Regions from separate parts of the Sus scrofa genome. Here regions 1 and 2 are each linked to region 3. A link is a contact called in public Hi-C and promoter capture Hi-C data. All regions are on one chromosome and are shown on one strand. Each heading gives the region's core, a stretch centred on a gene start, on an enhancer-like site or on the middle of the called end of the contact. The rest is flanking DNA. Distances are from core to core; before and after follow the strand shown.

Region 1 (2,834 bases), core at 185-2,684, 44 kb after region 3:
TTTTGACTATGGGAGCCCTGATACCGCCCCCTAGCGCCTGGTATCCACCACTGCAACTGTTCTATGCAGCTATACCTGGGCTCACTCTGAACCTCTTTGTCTCACCAGTGTTCACCAGGTTAATAGTATAAGCAGTTAACGCGTTAAGTAACTTAGCTGTTACCTACTCAGATACTCCAAAGCTTTCATGGTATAAAGTCTAGGCACTGTGAAGGATGCCTACATTACCTCATGCCTCAGTCTTGGTGGACAAGTGAAATAATAGATCATTTGAATTATAATATATGCATCCATCAACCTTCCTATTTTTTTTCCTACTTCAAACCTGACAATTACCTGAAGCAAAAGGACTTTTCTACTTCTCAGTTTCAACTGCACATAATTTTAGCAACAAAGTTTGTATTAATTCATCGTTTGCTACAGTAATTTCTTTCCTTGCATTTGTTAAAATAGAGGCTATTGTTCCACATACAAAAACTTCCTTATGTGCTTTTGTGTATTTGGACAACAGTTTCTGAACTCTATTTCATATTTTTAAATTGTTCTCTAGGGTACTTTCTATTATGTTGTACATTTTAAAAGCAATATTTTCATTATTTTAAAGTCAATGTATTTTCACTGTAAAGAGATTTCAGGAAAATACAGTAAAACACAATGAAGAAAATAAAAGACCTAACTCTACCATCAACAGATAACTGCTGTTAACATTTCTATTTCCTTCCAGTTTCTCAAATGCCTGTACATTTTTAGACAGTTTCACACTGAATGTTTGACATCGCTAAAGTACATTTCCACTGTCATATACAAAGGTGAAGTGTTTGTCTTTGTTAAATGTTGCAAAGATATTGATAGAAAGTACAAGGCATGTTTGGACTTAAGGGGAGAAGGTCATTTTGAACACATGCACTAATGCAGGGTCAGTATCAGACTTTTCTGTAAAGGCCATATTTTGTTCGAATCCATAACCACTGGACGTATAATCACAGAGGTCACACTTTAGGCTGAAGTTCTTCCAGGGCATGGCCTCCTCGTTCAAGAATCTTGTATCCTCGGCCTTTGACAAATATTTGGGCATTGGATGGCGTTTTTAGGGGCCTGGTCTGGCAACCTAAGTAATGGTAACAGGATCCCAGGCAAGGAGGAGTACATCAGGATTTCTCCTCGAGAAGAAAAGAGGGGTGGGCACAGGTAGAGCTGAAACCCGAGCAGATGGCAACCTACTTGTTTTTTTCTTCTTAACTTACTTCTGGACGAGTTCACCTATTTGCAAGAATAATCTCGATCACTCCCTCAGGAGGCCGATTCCAGAGGAGCCAGGATAAAAGGCTGGGGGGCGTGTTCCCTGCCGGAGGCCCGCGTTGGACCGCGGGGAGGCTGGGGAAACCTACCGCGTGAGAGCTGCAGGTATAAAGAGCTCCGCTGCCGCCGCTGGGCAGCTGCAGGCTTCGAAAGGGAAACCTCGTCGGTTCCAATCCAAATCCGTTTTCGAGTACCATCCGGACACCTCGAATATGGCTCCGGTTGGGGACAAAAAGGCCAAGAAGGTGAGTCTGCAGGGACCCGAGGGTGTCCTCGGTCCTGGCCGGCCGAGGCTCTGGGTTTTGACCCACCAGCGGGCATCCCAGCCTCGGCAAGCCCAGTGGGAGCCCTGCAACTTCGGCTGCGGGACCCCACGGCGCCTCTGAGCCCCTACTCCCGTTCCACGTCCAGAGCGCCCCCTAGAGCTATGTGACCCCGAACCCCAGGCGCCCGCCACCAAATCTCCGATTCTCCCAACGTCTTGAGACCCATACGCCAAGACCAGAGCACGCCTGCAAGATGCAGCTCCTAGACCCACAGGGACGACTTCCCTCCCCCATGGCAGTGGGACCCGGGGTCGCCCTGCTGCGCGCCAGGACCTCTCCGGGTCTGTGCCCGTGCCGCTGCACGCGCGCCCCTCAGTGCCCTGCGTGTGCCAGGCAGGGAAGCTCGCGCCCCGGCTCCGCTCCGACGGTTTCTGGCGGGCACCGCCGGTCTCCGGGCTCCCTACCTGCAGGGTCCTCGATGCGCCCACCAGCCCGCCCCGCTGCAGCGCTAAGGCTCTGGCATTGGTCGGGCGATGGTAAGTTTTCATCTGCAGCTGGGTTTCAGCGATAACAGAAAAATGCACCGTGTGGGCCTCGAAAAGATAGTTCTAGAAAAAAATGAGCATCGTGGCCGTAAAATATTGAGGTAGGGCTGTTAAGTTTTAAAAACAAAAGCCCAGTAGCAAGCCCACCCTACTCTTGGGACGAATGTTTTAAGTCCAGACTCTGGGCCTTCCTCTGGTTGTAGGGATGTAGGAGGCGGGACGGGTGGGGGTGGGAGGGTGGCGATGGATGGATAGACGCACTGATAATAGGACAATGGTTGGGAGGAGAGGAGAAGGACAACGGAGGAAGGAGGGAGTCTGCTTGGCCCTTGAGTGTCAAAGCACCCAGCCCCAACCCTGGCGGACCGAGGCCCAGGAAATGGCAGGGAAGAAGACCGGGCCAGGCCACCTGTTCCCCTTCAGCTGTAAGGACAGTGCAGGCAGACCCGGCTCTGAAATTCATTACCAACCATCCCTTTAGAAACGGACTGTACCTAGTTTCTAAAGGAATGACCATGCCTCAAATTAAAGAGATCTCCACACAAGGAAAAACAATTGATTAGGTGGATCCAATGACATACATCTACTAAAAGAACACTTGATGTAGATTGGAAAGGATGATTCCCATAGAGTTTTAAAAAAGTTTTTTTTTTTGGTTTGGCCACATTTTCATAGCCATAGATTCTAACCCACTCCCCAAACTCAAACTTAGAAAATCAAACAT
Region 2 (3,015 bases), core at 434-2,933, 37 kb before region 3:
TGGCATGGTGTGGCTGTGGTGTAGGCTGGCAGCTGCAGCTCTAATTCGACCCCTAACCTGAGAACTTCCACATGCTTCAGGTGCAGCCCTAAAAAGAAAACAGGAAAAAAAAAAAAAAAAAGACTAGCTTGAGCAAGTTCCTTTAAGCCAACCTTCAGTTTCCTCATCTGAAAATGGGAATAATATATACTTTGCAGACATATCCGTTAAAATAATTTCTTTAGATAATATGTAGAAAGGGTTCTGATATATTGGTGATGCCTAATAAATGAAAGTTATTATTACTAGAACCAATGAACCCTAAGGATGGATCACTTTTTGGAGGGAGATAGGGACAGAGGCCCTCACTTCAAATAATTTCCTATAAAGACATGACGTTTATTTAAAACACTAAGGTTTAAGAATTAAAGTTGTAGGAGTTCCCGTTGTGGCACAGTGGAAACAAATCCGACTAGGAACCATGAGGTTGCAGGTTCGATCCCTGGCCTCACTCAGTGGGTTAAGGATCCAGCGTTGCCATGAGCTGTGGTGAAGGTCACAGACTCGGCTCAGATCCTGCGTGGCTGTGGCTGTGGTGTAGGCTGGCAGCTGTAGTTCTGATTAGACCCCTAGCCTGGGAACCTCCATATGCCGCGAGTGCAGCCCTAAAAAGACAAAAAGACAAAAAAACAGAATTAAAGTTGCACTTTATTTTTAGAGCCACAGGTACAGCATATGAAAGTTCCTAGGCTAGGGGTTGAATTGGAGCTGCAGCTGCCTGCCTACACCACAGCCACAGCAACGCCAGATCCAAGCCATATCTATGACCTACACTGCAGGTCACAGCAATGCCGATTCTTAACCCACTGAGTGGGACCAGAGATTGAACCTGCATCCTCATGGATACTAGTCAGGTTCGTTTCTGCTGAGCTATGACGGGAAATCCAAAGTTGTACTTTCCATTACTGGTAAAAGAAAACCTCCATGCAAGACTGGGCCAGTATAAAATCCATATAAAATTTTATTACTAGCTGATTACTTACCTAAGATCATGAAGTTCTGATCCAGAGCCGGTTATTAATAGAAACTCCCCAGGAGACTGGTGAGAAACAGTCAACTCAGCATATACTCGACCTTTTGGTGTTAACATGTGACTTATATTTGTACAACCCACCTACACAAAAGAATTTTAAATTACCTCGGGATGAAATAAAAAATCTTAGGTGTCCTTTTAATACCACCTGAAAATTTAAATGTGGGTGTCAACAGTGAGAAACCTCTCAATCTTATCATTTACATCAATTGTGTGAACAATCTGTAAATTTGAACCCAATATTAATTTTAAAGTTTTCAGGTGAAATGATCACTATAATTACTTGTCATAAAATTCAGCCAATTGCACAATTTCCATTGACACAATAAAGCAAGGCCCTAAGGTCTTTGGATGATAATTCATTCCACAAAAATTTTACATTTGAAAATTAGCCAGAATACCCGTGGTCAGGTAAAGAGTTCTGATGTTCAGACAGAAATCCTTCAGTGGATTGAAATAACATATTGGTTTTCTGAAAATGAGAGGACAGAGAAGTAAACAGACCAGAACCCTGGACCTTGTAATCTACAAAGTTATTTACCTGGGGAATGACATTGGCAAAGAGATGGTCCAACAACCTAACGGAGTCTTGGCCTTTGACGGTAAATTTGCCAAACGGTGACAGGTCAATCACCCCTACTTTTTGCATAACCTGTTTATACTCTGAGCCCACAGGCTCAAACCAGTTTGTGCGGCGAAAACTTGGCCTGAAACACAGTGTTTGTCATGAAGCAGGGGTCATTCAGTTTCAGAAAATTACAGGATATTTGAACGAGCCCTATTTATCTAGAAAATTTCATTTAGGGAACAAGATGCCACCTGTTCTGCAAATCATACATATATGTTGGAATATGATTTTTTTTTTCTATGGAGGTTCCCAGGCTAGGGGTCGAATCAGAGGTACAGCTGCCAGCCTATGCCACAGCCACAGCAACGCTGGATCCTTTTACCCACTGAGCAAGGCCAGGGATCAAACCCTCATCCTCATGGATACTAGTCGGATTTGTTTACTCTGCGCCACAATGGGAACTCCCTGGAATATGATTTTTAAAGATATTCATCTATCCCTTGACCCATTTCATAGTGAATGAAGTATTCATTAACCAAAAAAAGATAGGCACGTGGGCTCTCAGATCTGAAAAAGAGCTTAGAAGTCAACCAGGCAGGTGGTTTTCAACCTTGGTTACATATTAGAATCACCTGGAGGACTGTTTTTTATTTTTTTGCCTTTTAGGGCTGCACCTATGGCATATGGAGTTTCCCAGGCTAGGGGCTGAATTGGAGCTGTAGCCACCCGCCTACACCACAGCCACAGCAACACGGGATCCGAGCCTCGTCTGCGACCTGCACCACAGCTCACCGCAACGCCAGATTCTTAACCCACTAGGTGAGGCCAGGGATCAAACCTGCATTCTCATGGATCCTAGTCAGGTTCCTTAACCACTGAGCCCCAAAGGAAACTTCTGAGGGAGTATTTTCAAAATACTAATTGTTTGGACATAATTAAATCACAATATATGAGGGGTACAGCTATCGTGTCCAGTGCTTCTCAAACATTTATGCAAATACATCACTTGCACTTGTTGAGATGAAGATTCCGATGCAGCAGGTTTGGGGCCCTAGATGCCACACCCTAACAGGCTCCCAGGTGAAGCTCATGCTGGTCCACGCCTGAAGTAAATAAGCAAGGACCTCGTCCAACATCTTCATTTTTCAGAGATAAGGCACAAAGTGACTTCCAAGGCCTTTGCATTAATTACTGACAGAGCTGGGCCTGGAACAAAGGTCTCTTGACTCCTTATGCAAGGTCCTTGCTACTCTACAGAGTGGACTTTTAATGTGGTATTTGAACTTCAGAGCAGGATGCTAAGTCTGCAAAATGAGTTTTCAGTGGTTTAATTATTAAATAGCAGAAGAAACAGCCCAGATTCAACTAGCACAAG
Region 3 (2,700 bases), core at 103-2,602:
TCCAGCAGTGAGCTCCGATTTCTCCAGGAGGACCACATCTTTCATGCCCGCTTTGGCCAAGTGATAAGCCAGACTCACACCAACGCAGCCACCTCCAATTATCACTGTTTCTGCTCTGTCTTTCCATCTTGTTTCTGCAGATAAGGGTGCGTTTTCCTCTCTGGAAGACAATTTTTTAAGAGTAGCTTTACTCCGCAATTGTAGCTAGAGTTTTTGTGGGGTTTTTTGTTGTTGTTGTTGTTTTTTCTTGACTGGTGTGCTAGTTTTCTTCTGGTACCTAACATCTAGTGCCAGTGAGATTTGCATGTGCTGATTTAACCATTCGGGAAGCCTAAACTTGACTTAGGCAAACTGGTTGGGGGAACAAGGGGGGAGGTATTTGAACCCCATTCCACACAATTCTGGCCCACTGTAGGTAATTAATAGAGCTAAAGAACTGAACAGACGGCTTCTTTTTCTCAAAGAATCTAGAGAATATTTTTTCTCAGTCTACTTTAAAAACACAATTATAGTCATTTTATTCCATAAAAAAAATAATCATAGTTAAGTCTATTATCTGTAAATCTTGGATCACCTCCTCCCTCTCATGTTTTCCAGGCTGAAAAGAGTCACAGGGAGCACAGGTTCTTCCCCACTTAACTCCCTCTCTCCATGTACCTGCTTCTCTAGTTATAATTATTGCTCACTGACTTGATATATGTATTGGCATGACTGTCTTCCTAGCTAGATCATGAGCTTCTCCAAGACGCACTGTAAAAAGCGAGGTATAAGTCAGTCAAGGAAGCCCATATAAATATACACCTGTGTTTGCCTCGCCATAGACCGTCCCTGGATAGATACAGAAGATACTGCTAACAGCCGACTGGGGAAGGGATGGGGTAGGAGAGGCTTTGCACCGGAAACCCTTTGATACTCTCCCTTTGTACGGTTTTGCATGGAAAAGAGCAGATATAATTCAAGAAGCAATCCGAATGCCCATTTCTCAGGGTTGGAGCGCCCCTAACTGGGTGACCGCCTGAGCCCTTCGCTTTCACCCTGCAGCCGCCCAGCCGCGGGCCCCGGAGCAGACCCGGCACCACTCACCCTTCGCGGGCGCAGACGGAGCGCGGACGGCCGGGGGAGCCCCGTAGCGGGAAGCTCCGCAGCTGGAGGCCCCGCAGCCGCTGCGCGCCCGGGCGGAACATGGCGAGGGCGAGGCCGAGGCCAAGGGCGAGGGCGCCGGCACCTGCTCGCAGGGGCAGCAGAGCGGGGGTGGGTGGGGAGCGGGGGTAGGAAGGGTGGGGATGGAGACCCTCCCCCGGGCGAGGGGCGGGCTCCTAGCTCTCTCTGCGCGCTCCCCGCCACTTGGCGCCCGCACAGCCGCGGCGAGATGGCACCGGCTGGAAGTCCCCGCGCCAAGAAGGTGAGTTTCGGGAAGGTACAGAGTCCTCCCGGCTGCCGGGCTCCACCTCAGCCCCTAGCCGAGGTCTGCGGCCCGGGCGAGGCACCTTGTCGGCTCTGAGCCTCGGTGTACCCGATCGCGGGTCGCGGGGACGACAGTACCTCCGGGTGTCAGGATGAGATCACAGTCTTGGGTAACATTTATGGACTCGGTGCCCGACACAGCCCGACTGCTTTACGCAAATTAAATTATCTTCTCTACATATACCCCCATTTTACAGGTGAGGAAACTGAGGCTCAGAGTCAGAGGACTGGCTCAGAGTCATTCGCCTAGTTCAGGTGGAGCACTGATTGGAAGTTCAGCCCTCGGACTTAGGCCGCGGCACATTTTCAGTCCTCAGCCCATTTGCATCCACAGCTCTTTGACTCAGTGGTCCCAGCGCTCACTCCCTTCAGGATTTGGAAAGGGTCATGGCCTTCAGCTCCCCACCCCCAAGCCTTGGACTGGCCTGAAACCGGTCCGGCAGGAACACACCCAAACCCAGCGGCAGGAGCAGGAGCGGGGTAGGGTGCCAGGGGCTGGGGAGGGGGGGAGCGGGGGTTCCACCATCGCATCCGCCGCCCCAGGCTCCAGACTCCCCTTTCTGGATGGAATCTGGGGGCCAGCTGTTGCTTTGTCCCCCGCATTTCTATGCATGGTGGGGTGAAGGGGTGACAAAGCTAAATTAGGAAGGGAATGAACTTGAATGCAGGAAATCTCCAAACTCCTCAAACAACCCACCTGAGCCCCTGTAATTCAGGAAATGGTGTGGTGAAGGAAGGGGTGATATAGACGTGGAAATGTGCACCGCTGTTTATTTATACTAAAAAGTTAGAAGCATCCAATATGCCCTGCAATAGTCAGCTCCGTAAATAAAGTTCATCCACTTAAATTATGTGGCAGCCCGTTGAAAAGCAAACTATGGGAACAGGCAAAGTGTTTTGGCCATGTTAATTTACAAAAGGAGGTATCTCAAAGGCTGACCCCAATTATATAAAAATGAACTTATGCAGGATACAAAGGAGGATGAAATTACGACAAAGTGTAGGTCAGGCAAAGCTTCACTCTGGCCGCAATGGAAGATAGTTTAGAGAGGGCTGGAGTGAAGCAGAGACCATTTCAATAGTCCAGGGGCAGTGAGGATGGGGGTACCTATGTGAGATGTGTTACACAGATGCACTCGGTGTAACCCTGTGACAGACTGGATGTGCAAGGTCGGAGACTGACCCATAATACCCAAACTGTATGCCCCGGTTTTCCCCTTTAGCATTGTTTGACAG

What was found. Promoter capture Hi-C pulls out the DNA fragments that hold promoters and counts their contacts. Hi-C and Micro-C count contacts between places; a contact is called where the count stands out from the background.
Region 1: a promoter capture Hi-C map of liver shows a contact between it and region 3, with 5 times the contacts expected there. The contact joins the promoter of BHMT here to the promoter of BHMT2 in region 3. A contact is called at or near these places in 1 of 5 promoter capture datasets (liver) and 6 of 47 Hi-C or Micro-C datasets (adipocytes, heart right ventricle, liver and 1 more).
Region 2: a contact with region 3 is called in a Hi-C map of liver, with 2.6 times the contacts expected there. The contact joins the enhancer-like site here to the promoter of BHMT2 in region 3. A contact is called at or near these places in 1 of 5 promoter capture datasets (liver) and 5 of 47 Hi-C or Micro-C datasets (embryonic fibroblasts, fetal liver and liver).

The regions. Positions count from the first base shown.
Region 1 is chr2:87,909,659-87,912,492 of Sscrofa11.1, forward strand. BHMT (betaine--homocysteine S-methyltransferase) reads left to right here and starts at 1,435. Exons shown (of 8, transcript NM_001200042.1): 1 at 1,435-1,544. The coding sequence starts at 1,512.
Region 2 is chr2:87,827,473-87,830,487 of Sscrofa11.1, forward strand. DMGDH (dimethylglycine dehydrogenase, mitochondrial) reads right to left here. Exons shown (of 15, transcript XM_021084481.1): 10 at 1,614-1,779; 11 at 1,023-1,153. Among named protein-coding and RNA genes, the nearest start is that of BHMT2, 38 kb to the right of the region's middle. Within about 2 kb of position 1,684, at least 2 of the 83 cell types and tissues checked have an H3K27ac peak or open chromatin away from gene starts, as enhancers often do. A contact at or near this core is called in fetal liver and liver, where this site is marked.
Region 3 is chr2:87,865,279-87,867,978 of Sscrofa11.1, forward strand. It overlaps BHMT2 (betaine--homocysteine S-methyltransferase 2), which reads left to right and starts at 1,353. Exons shown (of 8, transcript NM_001204771.1): 1 at 1,353-1,402. The coding sequence starts at 1,370. It overlaps DMGDH (dimethylglycine dehydrogenase, mitochondrial), which reads right to left and starts at 1,911. Exons shown (of 15, transcript XM_021084481.1): 1 at 1,084-1,911; 2 at 1-160. The coding sequence starts at 1,184.